3 separate regions of the Zea mays genome follow, and all the other regions are linked to region 2. The links are chromatin contacts, called in public Hi-C maps. All regions are on one chromosome and are shown on one strand. The core of a region is the stretch at or near the end of the contact, and the rest is flanking DNA. Distances in the headings are between cores, read along the strand shown. Region 1 holds the start of LOC100191159 (GBF-interacting protein 1). Region 2 holds the start of LOC100280542 (nifU-like N-terminal domain-containing protein). Region 3 holds the start of LOC100282599 (pterin-4-alpha-carbinolamine dehydratase).

What was found. Hi-C and Micro-C count contacts between places; a contact is called where the count stands out from the background.
Region 1: a contact with region 2 is called in a Hi-C map of ear, with 5 times the contacts expected there. The contact joins the promoter of LOC100191159 here to the promoter of LOC100280542 in region 2. A contact is called at or near these places in 5 of 25 Hi-C or Micro-C datasets (ear, endosperm, leaf and 1 more).
Region 3: a contact with region 2 is called in a Hi-C map of ear, with 4 times the contacts expected there. The contact joins the promoter of LOC100282599 here to the promoter of LOC100280542 in region 2. A contact is called at or near these places in 2 of 25 Hi-C or Micro-C datasets (ear and tassel).

Annotation. Positions count from the first base shown.
Region 1 is chr3:216,904,482-216,909,070 of Zm-B73-REFERENCE-NAM-5.0, reverse strand. It overlaps LOC100191159 (GBF-interacting protein 1), which reads right to left and starts at 3,147. Exons shown (of 10, transcript NM_001358427.1): 1 at 2,766-3,147; 2 at 630-673; 3 at 165-282; 4 at 1-75. The coding sequence starts at 2,946.
Region 2 is chr3:217,343,756-217,348,308 of Zm-B73-REFERENCE-NAM-5.0, reverse strand. LOC100280542 (nifU-like N-terminal domain-containing protein) reads right to left here and starts at 1,969. Exons shown (of 3, transcript NM_001153461.2): 1 at 1,518-1,969. The coding sequence starts at 1,845. It overlaps LOC100304279, which reads right to left. Exons shown (of 9, transcript NM_001165722.1): 2 at 4,417-4,539; 3 at 4,205-4,306; 4 at 3,864-3,902; 5 at 3,678-3,776; 6 at 3,429-3,476; 7 at 3,114-3,209; 8 at 2,903-3,025; 9 at 2,498-2,802. The coding sequence ends at 2,686.
Region 3 is chr3:216,966,895-216,971,684 of Zm-B73-REFERENCE-NAM-5.0, reverse strand. LOC100282599 (pterin-4-alpha-carbinolamine dehydratase) reads left to right here and starts at 2,603. Exons shown (of 7, transcript NM_001155507.3): 1 at 2,603-2,785; 2 at 2,897-2,958; 3 at 3,678-3,763; 4 at 4,484-4,569; 5 at 4,776-4,790. The coding sequence starts at 2,726.

The DNA of each region.
Region 1 (4,589 bases), core at 1,898-4,397, 440 kb after region 2:
GAACTGTTGGCTTCTGCATGGCATTGGTAGCTGCCACAGCAGGTCCCAATATTGATGACCTTGAAGCCATATAATCTGGTTCGGTTGAAAATGGAAGATGAGAAACTGAGTGACCAAATGCCAAAACACATGGAGTGAAACTTCCTTATTAAAAAAAAAAATACCAGTGCCACTCGATCCAGACTGAACTGAATTGCCTCGTCCAGCACGGTCCACACCACCTCTACTGGATCGACTGGAGTTACTTGCTCCTCGAGATCTTGGCTCTGGAGTTTCTTTAACCTATGTGAAATTTCAGTAAATACTGATGTAAGTTCTCAAGATTAAAAGAAGACACAATAAAGCTAATCAAGAGTAAACGCAAGATTAGCACAGAGTTAATCAGCAACCTCGATATTAAACACATGGTACATTAAACAATCATTATTGATTCTATATATCCAACAAAAAACAATATGGGTAACTGCAGATAAGCTACAACTTTTTTATGAGAACAGTTGACTAGAGCTATCAGGCAACTGAAAAAAACGAATTCTCGAATGTTACAAAAAAAAATTGGCTATCAGGCAAACTAAAATTACCAAGAGCATTGGCAGATTGAATTGAAATAAAGATCATACTCAACTGACCTCTTTTTTCCTATCACGCTTGCTCTTTACCTCTTGAAAAGTATCTGGAGAAAGATCAACAATATGTGAGCTATATAGAAGTGAATAGCTGGAACAATGAAAAACAACAAACAAATTTTAATTCTATGTTGCTGTTGTACACAAAACAGGTGTATATTTTCTCAAGGAAAAAATTATATATTGAATTGAGCAATAGGAAGGACTTTTTTCAACTGTGATACCATCATACCAAAACTCATATATACAAATTGTGCTGGATAATTTTAGAAATATGTCCATCTAATTCAAACATTTGTTGTAATCCATTTTCCTACTTCCCTCATAAAGCTGAGAACAGTAAGGATCAGAGGGGCCAGTGTTTAAAAATGCATAATAGGTATATTAATCTGTCGCACAAGATATACAACATTTCCACAACAGGCAAAATCCAAATTGCATTCTGATGCAACTAAATTACAGCAAGTTCTACCCTTAACAGATAACTTTACCCAGGTCAAACAGTTTCTAGTCGGAATCAAGGCAATCAAGGGCCTAACCCAAACCAACACAGGGCTGCCAACAGTCACTACTTACCATACTTACACCAGGTTAAACGGGGCAATAGGAATTAAAATAGAGCCATTTGGGACAAAACAAAATAGATATCGCAAGGCATCCCCGAGGTTCATGAAACCCATAGTCTTGCATGAAAATAAAGCATTCGGCAGTCAATGACCAAATAACAAAGATTCATGCAATACTCAAACATTAATTAAGATAATATTCCAGCTAACCATCTCTCATAATTTTCATTGGATCTCATAAAACTGCAAATTGCAAATTCAAGGTGGTTCTGACAACAAAAGTGGCAGCAGATGCCAATACAGAGCATTACCTTCATGAACCACAAAATAATATAACTCAACATGGAATCTGAGACCATAATCACCAAGGTGTTCTTTCAGTACCAAACACAAAAACAAGAAACCAAACCTAAAAAGCAATCCAGGTCCATGCATGATAATAATTTAATAATCATAAATGGGGCGGGGGTATCTGACAAATTAAGCTTGTGTATAAAGACAACACGATCATCTTAATTGAATCTATATCATACTATTAGCCTGAGAAGACAGATGTTGACGATCATCCAAATTCTACCTGAGATAAGAAATCAGACTGTAAAGTTCAAACATAACATAGAGGACTAATATCCTTTGTATCTGACTATAAGCTAAGTTTAGACATGTCAGTCCGGTTTATCTTCTCATTTTAGCCAACCCACCTTTGTTCGGACCAGAAAGGCTTTGTTGTTGTTTGACAAAACTTAAGACCCAAACAACCAGAGCTCTTAGAGCCTCTGTTGCATTCACCCAATAGCTTCACCTTTCCTTGCCTTCTCACCAGTTGAGCCATTTTCTTTGCATCTCCCAAATGTTCATGTGTTTTGTCATCCTTCAGCTAATCCAATCCATTCTACAATGCCTAAACACGCAATAGAAAAAAAAAACTATCCTATTTCCTTATGCAAACATCTAAGTCTGACAGATCCATAGTTACTGCAGCTCTAAACAGTTTAAGCCATCAAACATTGTGAACACAAAAGGGAACATAGTGTGATGGCAATAACAGGAAGAAACTGATCCAGTTCATTTGAGTTCATTAATAAAAACAAACATATGCTCCTTCTTACAGTTTCGGAAGCTTAACAGTAACCCGCCAAAATGGTAAAAAAATTACCTAGTTTCATTTTCTGCAATTACTGAGTCACAAAACTCACAAATGAACTGAGAATCATAAGTAACAAGCACTGAGAAAAGTACTGAATTTCACACTGCAAACAATTCTAAAAACATCCAAACCAATGGCCTAAACGAAATATTCGCAAAATCAATCGAATCCGAAATGGGGATTCCAGTCAGTCCGCCACTGTCAGGCTGCCGCTACCGGCCTAGCGTGAACCACAGTCGCCCCAGAATACTGGCTGAGCAATAGCAAATCGCCACAAATCTCCAAGTAGACCCGACGCTATAGACAACTTCTCAGCGCGCACTCACGCGCACTCATCCAATCCAGTTAGACACGAAAACATCATGCATTAACGACCGAGCCTGCACACGAAACGGTGAGGAAAAGGGGAGTGACAAGAGATGGGACCTTGGGAGAGGAGGCGGCTGACCGCCTCGTCCGGGTCCATGTTGCACTCCCGCAGCGCTGCGTAGATCTCCGCGTCGGGGCGGTTCACGATCTCCTTGAGCCCCTGCACGAGCTTCCTCGCGGACGCCGGCACGGGCCCCGACGGTCCCCTGGCTCCCCCTCCACCGCCGCCGCTGCTCATCCTCACCGGAATCCCTCTCCGGGAACTCCCCGCCGACGATGACGCCGACGCCGACGCCAAAGCTGGCTCCCGCGAGGCGGCAAATCGCTGACCGTGCGAGCGGTAGTGCAGGTGCAGCGGTGTCGCCTCCCCGCTTCGGCTCGGGCCTGGGCTTTTTCGCGTCTGCTTTTGCGGCTCTGCGCCTGGCCGCCTGCTCCTTCCCCACCCAAGCAACGCAGACGGCGGCCAAATTCCAAGATCCTCCCTACCTCGCCCTCGCCTTGCTTTATATGTGGGCTGCGGCCGAGAAGAGATGGATTAAAAATAATTTCTCAAATTTGTCCGCGCAACCCCCACTCTCTTCCTCCCTATCCACCCCGTGTACACTTGTCGCTGGCACGTTGATCGACTGAGTTCACACGCCCACGCTGACATATCAGGCCCACTCTTCTCGGGCCCATACGTGGTCACCGTGCTTCAGTGGGTACGTCTGCGTCACGTAGGTGTAACATGCAGTGGATTGCCTCAGCGGAGCGGTGCACTCTCGCAACGCAAACAAGTTCTACCTCGAGGCTTTACCACGTGGGGAAATTACTCCTTGACCCTACGTGTAATACAGTGTCCGACCAGCGCGGCGATGTATATATTACCTATACATGTGGGCCAGCCGCCGGACTAGATACGGCACACGCCGACAAAGACCCATACCCTACTACTCCTTAAGACCCTAACGTAGACGTCCACAGTCATGTTGGCACACGGTTGCCATATCGCGCCGCGGACCCTCCTCTCTTCTGCTCCCCACCATCACCGCTGATCCGCCCTCACCTCCCATCCCCCGCCAATCTCGGCGTCTGCGCCCTCTCGTCCGCGGCCCACATGCTCCGTCCTCGCCCCCATCCCCCGCCAATCTCGCCGTCGGCGCGCCGCTCGCCATCCCCGCAGGCCATCATTGCGTGCGCGCCCATGCCCCGCCTCCATAGCCCCTTTCATCGGCGCCAGATCCGCATTCGCCTCCGCCTCCGCCTCAGATCCCTACGGTGCGATGCGAGGGAACGGCCCATGCCCCACGCCCCGCCCCGTCCACATGAACGCCCCTGCGTGCCCCCGCCTTCCACCGACCGCGATTGCAGCAGTAACGTGCCCCCATCCTCTCCCCGCGTGCACCGCACCCATCCCTGTGCCCCTTCCAAGCTCGGTGTTGACTACCATTGATGGCGCCCAGCCTACCCTCGCCCTCGCCCCTGCCTCGGCGTCCCCCTCCATGCCATCCTCGCCCACACGCCTCAGCGCAGGTCTTCGACCACCGCTACTTCTTCCCCCCACACCCAGTCTTCGGATCTTGCGCGGACAGGAAGGGCATGTGGGTGTCGCCGCCGCCGCCGTTCTAGGGATGGCAGGGCGGGTAGAGGCGACTGGCAAGGTCAGCTGTGTCGGCAAGGAGCGCCTCGTGGTTCCCTGCACGAACTCGCTAGAGTCACGCTCGACAGCCTGGGCCAAGTTCATGGCGATGTGGGTAGAGTACTTCCTTTGTGTTGTATTCTCCACGTTTGTGCCCTCGCCGAGACAGTCGATGTGCGCTGTATTCCCCGAATCCTCGCCCCGCCCGCCCTTGAAGCAGGCCATCCTGGCCGCTATTGCTGTTGCGACGACTCTCTCCGTCC
Region 2 (4,553 bases), core at 720-3,219:
GGAGGTTAGGTATTATATGCATAATATCATCAAACCAATGACTTAAAAGTTGCCTGATCATTCTGTTGACTATTTCATTATTTGCAGGATTATCTTCCTAGACATTTCCATAGTACCCTTCCATTACTAAGTTAGTAAGAACATCAAAACCAGGGCACATTGTCTATCATATCTGAACCAATTTGGTTCAGCAACTAATAAAAACTATATAAACTACAAGCATCTGAATCTACTGATTGAAATAAGAACTTCTCTAACTACACGACTATCATTTTTGTTAGGGTCAATTGGAAACATGCCACTTAAAATTTTGAAAAATTGGAAACTAGTTTATTTTCATGTCACTCCATGGCATCAAAATAAAATTGCCGTCTAATTTTGTAAAAGTTGAGTGGCATGTATACAATTAACCCTTTTTATTAATATTAAGATGTAACTTCTAGATCCTACATGGCCATTCTCCTTGATAATTACAAAAAAAAAAACAGCATAAAAAGGCAGACCCAATCCCGTTGACTCCCACATGAGTGGGGTTTGGGAAAAGGATAAACTGATGCAAGCTTTTTCCTACAAATGCGGGGAAGCAGCTTTGAACCGTGACCTGATGACTCAGTGAGACAACTCTCAACATCAACACTGCACCGGGCCTCCCCTTTTGGACAACTACAATCCAGAAAATCATGCAAGAACCAGAATCATAACAAAACACTCAGCATACACATTTATTAGCTCTAAACTAGCAGATCTGATATAAAAAATATTTCAGCATTAACCATATGATGAGTATGCAAGTCATATGGAACTTCTTTGTCATAAAACTTATCTGTAGCTAAAATGGTCGCATCACACATGTCTAAAATTGAACACAACTAGTCAATTATTTTCTAGTTACATTGCTTTTACTATAGATCTAGATATATGTAAGCGCATAGTAAAACCTACATAGTTAGAAAAGTCAAAATTTCTTATAATTGGAAGGGTGGGAGTAGGTCCAAAGCACCAAAAATAAAATGATTGCATCGCATATGTCTAAAATTCAACACAACTAGCCAGTTTAGGTCTAAAGCACCAAAATTAGGCAAATTGAAACGAAACAGCAATACAGATGAAATTTAGCAGTACAGTCGATATATCTGTACCATCACAAATCAAATTGATTACTTACAAACTGTACCTCACATAGTCCCCGAAAAAATGGCACATATAAGAAACACAATACTAAGCTAGCTGCAATTCATCTTTCTCTACAAATGACCTCCACAATCGAAATAAAGGCATCAGGATGACTAGATAACCAATTAGTGATGTGACTCAATTCAGAGGTTACAATTCATCTTTATCTGCAAAAGGTCTCCACAATTGGAATAAAGGCATCGGGATAACTAGATAACCAATTAGTGATGTAACTCAATTCATAGAAAAAAGGAGGACTGAGACTACACTATACGCTACACCCGAACCACCTAGGAGGAGGCGAGAGGAACTCCAGACGTGGTGCTAGGGCTGAGGAGGCTCACCGACGGACGAGGACGCTATGGCGGAGCCGCAGCCAAAAGTCTTGAAGCAGGCGTCGACGATCTTGCCGGAGTTCTCGTCGACGCGGATCTGCAGCTTCATGACGTCGCCGCAGGCTGGCGCGCCGACCAACCCAGTGCCGACGTTGGGGTCGTCCTTGTCGAAGGAACCTACGTTCCGCGGGTTGTTGTAGTGGTCCACCACCCGCTCGTGGTACGCCCTCACCCCCGCCGCCGCCGCGGCAGGACCCGCCTCGCCGGAGGCGCCTGTGCCCAGGCCGAGCCGACGGAGCCCCGGGGCGAGGAGCCGCCTGCCTCCCGCTCGCAGCATCGCCGACAAACCTGGAGTCGCCTCTGGATTCTTCTGCTATTTTCAGCTTCCGGATTGGAGCGGTTTTCTTTTCTCTGCGTTGTTCACAGAATTGTGGGCGTGGTTCTATTTGTTGTGCGGCGGTGAGGAGACGGGATCCTGTGCGGTAGGGCTGGCTGAGATGTGCACGTGGCGCGGTATTTGTGGACCGAACCATTGTGCGGTGTGCTGCTGCGGCCTGTAGGGGATCCCGCCGCTGTGCAGATTGGGGACGCGACTCTAGGTGCTCGGAGGCCGGAGCAGAGAAAGGGAAAGGGCAAAGCGTCAGAATAACCGGGCTTCCTTTGTCAAATTTGGGCCTCGTCAGCAGTTGCGTCACGGCCCACCGCAAATCCTTTCTTTCGACGGGTGGGCCATAGGCAAGGAAATGGAATTAAAAATCAAAACAATAAAATAAGGAAGAAAACTATGAAATTTTCTCCTCTGTGCCATAGAATACGTGTGTAAATCAGCAAGCGAAACTCAAGTAAAGCCAGCTTTCTGCCTAGAATGAGGAAGAAAACCATGAAAAGTTTCTCCGCGCTACTCGTAAGAAGCACGAATGTTGAAGCGCATATATAATTATTAAGGATCTCCCTCCTGCCCGGCCAGTGAAGGCAAAGGTGAATCAAATACATCAAGATTTACTTTTCATTGATCTGAATTTTCATGCAAAATACATTTATCGTGTATATATGAAAATTGATTGGAGTGAAAATGATTATCGTCCGTCTCCTCAATGTAGAGTAAGCATAATGATCCAAGTTGGGTGGGGTGGGGGGATCAGTAAAATAATTGGCCAGTTCAGCAAAGAGCTGAAACTCAAGGTTTGCGTGGGAACTTGGAGAAATCTGGGCGTCGTCTCTCCATGTACGCGTTCTTCCCTTCCTTTGCCTCCTCCGTGCCGTAGAATATTAGCGTGGCATTCCCGCCAAGCTCCTAGAGCAGAAGCGCCATCAGTAATGCAACATGCAGATAGAAGCTCACCAGCAGCAGTTCCAACTTCCAAGGGAAGGGTTAGCATTTTGGCAGGCTTTACCTGAAGGCCTGCATGGCCATCATCTGCCGCGTTGAGTGCAGATTTCAGCACGCGAATAGCCATGGGGCTGTTTCTTAAGATCTGACGGCACCATTTGACAGTTTCCTGCTCCAGTTCAGCAAGCTAGTGTACAGAAGCGTGTACTTGTCAGTGGATCGGCATGACTGAAACAGTTTGGTTTTTAGTAATTGACCCTGGATTCAGCGCTTACCGGTACTACGGTGTTCACGAGTCCCATTTTGTCAGCTTCGTCAGCTGTGTAGAACCGTGACAGAAACCACATTTCACGGGCTCTCTTGGGTCCAACCTGTCCATGAGAAATATATAATTGGAGCAACAACAGCATGCTGTTTATGTATCACGAGCATGTCGATAATATGAAATGGAATAGCGTACAAGTCAACTTTTAAGAATGTGTTATTAAGAATAAAAACTTTTGAGTATTGAAGGTGTTTCTTTTCAAAGTGTGTGAGGAATAATGCGACATTTTCTACTACCTCACTAGATTGATAGTATGATAACTCACCAACCGGGACATTATCGAAGATCCATAACCAGCATCAAAGCTTCCAACCTGTGATAGGAGTTACAGATTGGGATGTTAAAATACACTGCAAGTATATAGTTTTAGCGAAAAGACAATAAGGGATTGATTAATGAACACAGAAAAGGTAACCCTGCTATGAACTGATTATGTAAAATACGATGTTTCACTTTATTGGTATTATCTGCATCCTCGGTAATCACAAGATACAGAATAGAGCAAAAATATCACCTTGGGCCCTGTCTGCCCAAATATCGCGTTCTCTGCTGCAATTGTTATATCACACACCATGTGCAAAACATGTCCACCACCAACAGCATAACCAGCAACCTGATAGTAAACATCACAAAATCAATCCATATGATGGCGAAGGAGATAGCAAAAAGGCGAAGTATAGTTATGAACTTATGATCATACCATAGCAATGACAGGCTTTGGAAGACGGCGAATCTGCACCTGAAGGAAAAAATGGTCCGTCCGATGTTCTCAGTACAAAGATAACCACTAATGCCTTAAAGGTTAATCATTTTTAGTTTTTTTACACAGACTAGAAGTGCCAACGGCAAGGAAAATCTGCTCCTGCAAATTTACTAAGTGGTATATCAGAAAATATTAAAAAAATATCAGTAGACAGGAATTCTAGTCAAAATTATACGTCACCATCATGTTCTGAACAATGTAAGTCAGTTCAAACCTCACTAAAGAAACCATCTGAAAGTGGAGAGAATAAACAGATCGGAGATAGAAACACATCTGACCTGGAGATCTAAGACATTGAGGCGGCCAAAGCTATCGAAGTCCACATATCCATCAGAATCTCTTAACGCCTGGTCACCGCCGCTGCAGAACGCCTTGGTTCCCTGGTCAACCAAAAACATCGAAAGCTTACACACCAAAGCTAACCCGACTCCCATAGACACCCAAATTCTTAGTGTTATTTTTGTTGTTTCTTCTCTAAAAGCATCCGTACCTTCCCTGTAAGAATGATGACTCCAATCGAACTATCATCTCTGGCATCGTTGAACGCGCGCATTAGTTCCTTCACGGTCAGCGGACGGAAGGCGTTCCTTCTGTCAGGCCGGTTAATGGTGATCTGCGGCAGCAATA
Region 3 (4,790 bases), core at 1,354-3,853, 380 kb after region 2:
AGAGATAGGAATTTGAGTTTGATTTGCAAAAACAAACCAAGTGGTGGCATAGAGTGATCCATATAGGTCAAATTTGAATCAAAATAATTTGAGTTCTTATTTGAAGTGATTTTGTACTTGTTCTACTTGCATTATGTTGTGTTGGCATAAATCACCAAAAAGGGGGAGATTGAAAGGGAAATGTGCTCTTGGGCCATTTCTAAGTATTTTGGTGGTTTAGTGTCCAACACAAGTGCCTAAGTGTAAAATGGTGGACAAAGTACAAATCAAGAATAAAGGTATGTTTCTCAGACTTAGTACTTTGTTTTGTGGACTAATGTATTGTGTCTAAGTGCTGGAAACAGGAAAAATCCAATTGGAAATGTCTTGGCTCGGGCAGCCAAGAATCTGCTCAGTCTGGGAGCACCGGACTGTCCGGTGGTGCACCGGACAGTGTCCGGTGCGCCAGGCTGGTTCGAGCGAAGTGGCCGCTCTCGGGAATTCACCGGCGACGTACGGCTATAATTCACCGGACTGTCCGGTGTGCACCGGACTGTCCGGTGAGCCAACGGTCGGTCGGGCCAACGGTCGGCCGCGCGATCTGCGCGGGACACGTGGCCAAGCCAACGGCTAGAAGGGGGCACCGGACTGTCCGGTGTGCACCGGACATGTCCGGTGTGCCAACGGCTCCCGAATCCGCAACGGTCGGCTTCGTCATTTAAGGAAAGAAATCGGGCACCGGACACTGTCCGGTGTGCACCGGACTGTCCGGTGCGCCAGTCGACAGAAGACAAGATCAGCCTTCCTAGATTGCTCTCAACGGCTCCTAGCTGCCTTGGGGCTATAAAAGGGACCCCTAGGCGCATGGAGGAGTACAACAAGCATCTCCTAAGCATTCCTAAGCACCAAGACATCAACTCCGCGCCTTTGATTCTTTGCGATAGCGATTAGAGCTCTAGTTGAGTGGTGAACTCATTGAGTTGTGTTGTGAGCTCTCGTTGCGACTTGTGTGCGTGGTGTTGCTGTGATTTCTGTCTTGAGTGCGTTGCTAATCCCTCCCTTGCTCCGTGCTTCTTGTGAATTTCAAGTGTAAGGGCGAGAGGCTCCAAGTTGTGGAGATTCCTTGCAAACGGGATTGAGAAAAAGTAAGCAAAACACCGTGGTATTCAAGTGGGTCTTTGGACCACTTGAGAGGGGTTGATTGCAACCCTCGTCCGTTGGGACGCCACAACGTGGAGTAGGCAAGCGTTGGTCTTGGCCGAACCACGGGATAACCACCGTGCCATCTCTGTGTTTGATCTTGTTGGTTATTGTGTTTTGTTGAGATTCCTCTCTAGCCACTTGGCAATTATTGTGCTAACAATTAACCAAGTTTTGTGGCTTAAGTTTTAAGTTTCACAGGATCACCTATTCACCCCCCCCTCTAGGTGCTCTCAGGCTCCAGTATATGGGTACTATATTTAGGACCCGAGATACCGAGCCCTATAACCATTTGATGAAATTTTATAAAATAGGGCCGCTGTTAGAAGAATGTTTTATGGTTTTGAGCTCTATATTTAAAATAGGACCATGTTTAGAGCCTCTCTTGAAGATGCTCTTACGTGGATATTGTTGTAAGCCGTCGCAACGCACGGGCAACCGACTAGTAGTGTCTTAAATAATCAGATTACACTCGATTTGTTATAGTACATGGGAAATGAAAACGTAATATAGACATAATTGGTGTAGTAGTGTAGTGGTATAGGAGGGTATGCGCGAGAGAGAGGTTGCGAGTTTGAATCTCATTATTCATAAAATATATTATAACTTTGATTCAAAATAATAGTGAAAAATGATAGGGCAATGGGGTAAATAATAGGTAGGGTTGGAGAGTTGGTTCCTATAATTTAATAAAAAAATGTTTTGCTATTTTTTTTGTTTTTTTCGATTCTTAATTTGTCGAGTGTTTTTCTTCCGAGTGTAAAATAACCTTTCCCGAGTGTTTTAGACACTCGACAAAGAACGCGATTCCGGTAGTGTGGAGAGTTATAGTTGAATGTTTATTGAAGTTCGTTGAGATGTGTTCACTATATAGATAAAGTTGAGAGTTATAATTGAATGTTTATGAAACTTATTGAATTTTATTCTTGAATATCACTAGAAATATAAGGTTGATTTATTTATTTATTTATTTATTTATTTATTTATTTATTATATAGATATTTTTAATATTTTAAATGATATATAACATTTTTCTAGTATATTATTAAACCTAAAATCGTTTTTAATTAGTAATTAGCGATAAAATTAAGTTTTAAATGGTTTCATGGTACATATTTTTTTCTAGATATGGATAGTATCAGATGTTTCACGGTTTTTTCGAATACAAATATGAAATCGGATAGAGAAAAGTACTATAAATCCATTTGACATTCATATTAAAATCGAATACGGATACAGATATCTATATTATCAGTTTTAGCGAATACAAATAAAATAATTCGGATTTCCAGACATCCATTTCCAGACCTAAAAAGAGGCTAATGACGATTAGCAGAGTCTATTGCCATTTTTCCAAAGAGCTCACCATTATAATTTCAAAAACGCAATTGCGTGGTTCCCGTTGCCAATTCTCGGAAGCCGGCCGATGTCGAGTCCAAAATTGCAAAAATCTCTGCCGTGCCTCTCGTCTCTCTTCTCAGGCGCCACGCAAAACGTTCTCCGTTTTCCCTCTCCGGATCCGGCCCGCGGGGGCCAGGAGCTACCGATGATCCGGACCGCAACGGTGCGAGCGCGTCTCCTCCTATCGCGCTCCTACGTAGCACAGGTGCGCCATGCGCAACTGCGCATGAGAGGATTCCTCCGATCTCCGTGTAAATATATCAGCAAACACCTCCCGTGCACTGCTGATGCGCCTCTCTTTTTAATGGCTGTGCAGGCACAGGCAGCTTCTCGCTGGCCTCTCGTCCGCTGGAAGGCTTCGCATCTTGGATCTGTACGGTATATCCTCGTTCTACCTGCAGCTTTCTGAGCATCATCGCAGTAGCTGTGTGCGGCTGCGTGCCCTACGAGTGGCTATTGCTAGGCCGGTGCAAGAACTTCAGCGAAGGCTGTTAATTCTAGCAACTGGGACCACAGGAACCATTTTGTGTATGAAACTTTATTATATTTAGTTCAATGCTATTTGGCTCGTGTCCCAGGAGCATAGTGTTTTTGTTCTATAATCAGATTATTAACTTGAAAGAATGGCCTTTCGAGGAATTGAAAGAGCCCACTCAAGGAACGATTAAGAATTGATGTTTCATGTGGAATTGGGCATTTGTACTTTTTGTTTATAACGATCTATTTAGTGAACCAAAGAGTTGTTACACTTGGTTGGTATTTTAAGTACTCTACACTGCTTGATATGCTACTGAAGAAATGCGATGAGGTACTTGACACAACCTTGCCCCCTAACATTTTTACTCAATAAAAAAACCCTTTTCATGCCTGTTATATGGAAGGCTAGATATGAAAACAATGTAAAATTGGACCCAGCAAACCATGTTTGTAAAGCTCTGCTTATCGTTTTCTGAACTCATGGGTCATGATGATCCACCGAATGACCAAATCACCTTGACTCTTTTGTTTCAAGCACCCTGATAAATGGTATTATTTCATATCCTCTGCGCATTTTTTTATATTCTGTTCACTGAATACAAACATCGCTATTTATGCAGCTCTTTCTATCAGATGGACATTACAAGGCAATACAAAAATAAAAGTTTGACTGCAAGAGGGTGCCATAGCTCCCCTGAGAGTCAAGGTCATCTTCATATACATTGGTTTCTTCAAAGTTGTCTCTTACTGACTGAAATTTATCTCACCCAGATTTGAGTGCATTAATGCTTTCATCAATTTTATACGTATTAGGCCTTGTTTGAAACCCTAGAGCTAATAGTTAGTAAGTTAACAAATTGTTAGCTGGGCTAAGCTAGCTAATAAACTAATTGTTAGCTGTGAGTTAGCTAACAATTAGCTGGGGGCGTTTGGAACCTCTACAGCTAATTTTAACAGCTAGCTATTAGCTCTAGAGGTTCCAAACAGGGCCTTAATGTTGTTATGTAAGCATCTTATCTGTCGCTGACAACGTTGTAAGACATGGAAAAGTCACACCATTCTATATTTTGTCATGTTATCTATCTTTTTAGTGATTTGAAGTAATCCTTCTCATATGAATTCTTTTGAAATGTAAAAGTGGCAAGACTATAACAAGCTCATCATAAACGTGCAAGTATGATTGTACTTCCTAAGTTACAGTTAGGGTACCTTCTTATGACCATGGTGAACAAATAGTGATGCATTGATTACATATGCTGCAAAGCTTTTATACTCCTGAAGTCATTATATTTTATTCTTCATAAGAAAAAATATTTTAGAAAAAATAGGATCATATTCTTCTAAAGACCAGAATTTTTTTAACTCTTTACTGGTATTTCTCCGCCTTACACTCTTTAAATAATCCTATGCATTTTTGTTATTTCAGAATTAGCAATGAAAAGCTGTGTTCCATGCAACTCTAAGGATTTAGGTCCCATGTCAGAAGATTCTGCTAAAAAGTTGCTTGAACAGGTCTTGATCATGTATATTTTTGCAGTGAAAATTTTGATTAGGGTTGATTTGTTGACCCGGAATCCCGGGAGGATCGGAGGGGATTGAGGGAGAAATTAGTTCATTTCCCCCTCAATCCCCTCCGATCCTCCCGGGATCCCCTTGTCACCAAATCAACCCTTAAGATCATCCTAATTCCTACTCCATTGGCTGATACCTGAAAACAGGTGAATGGTTGGGAA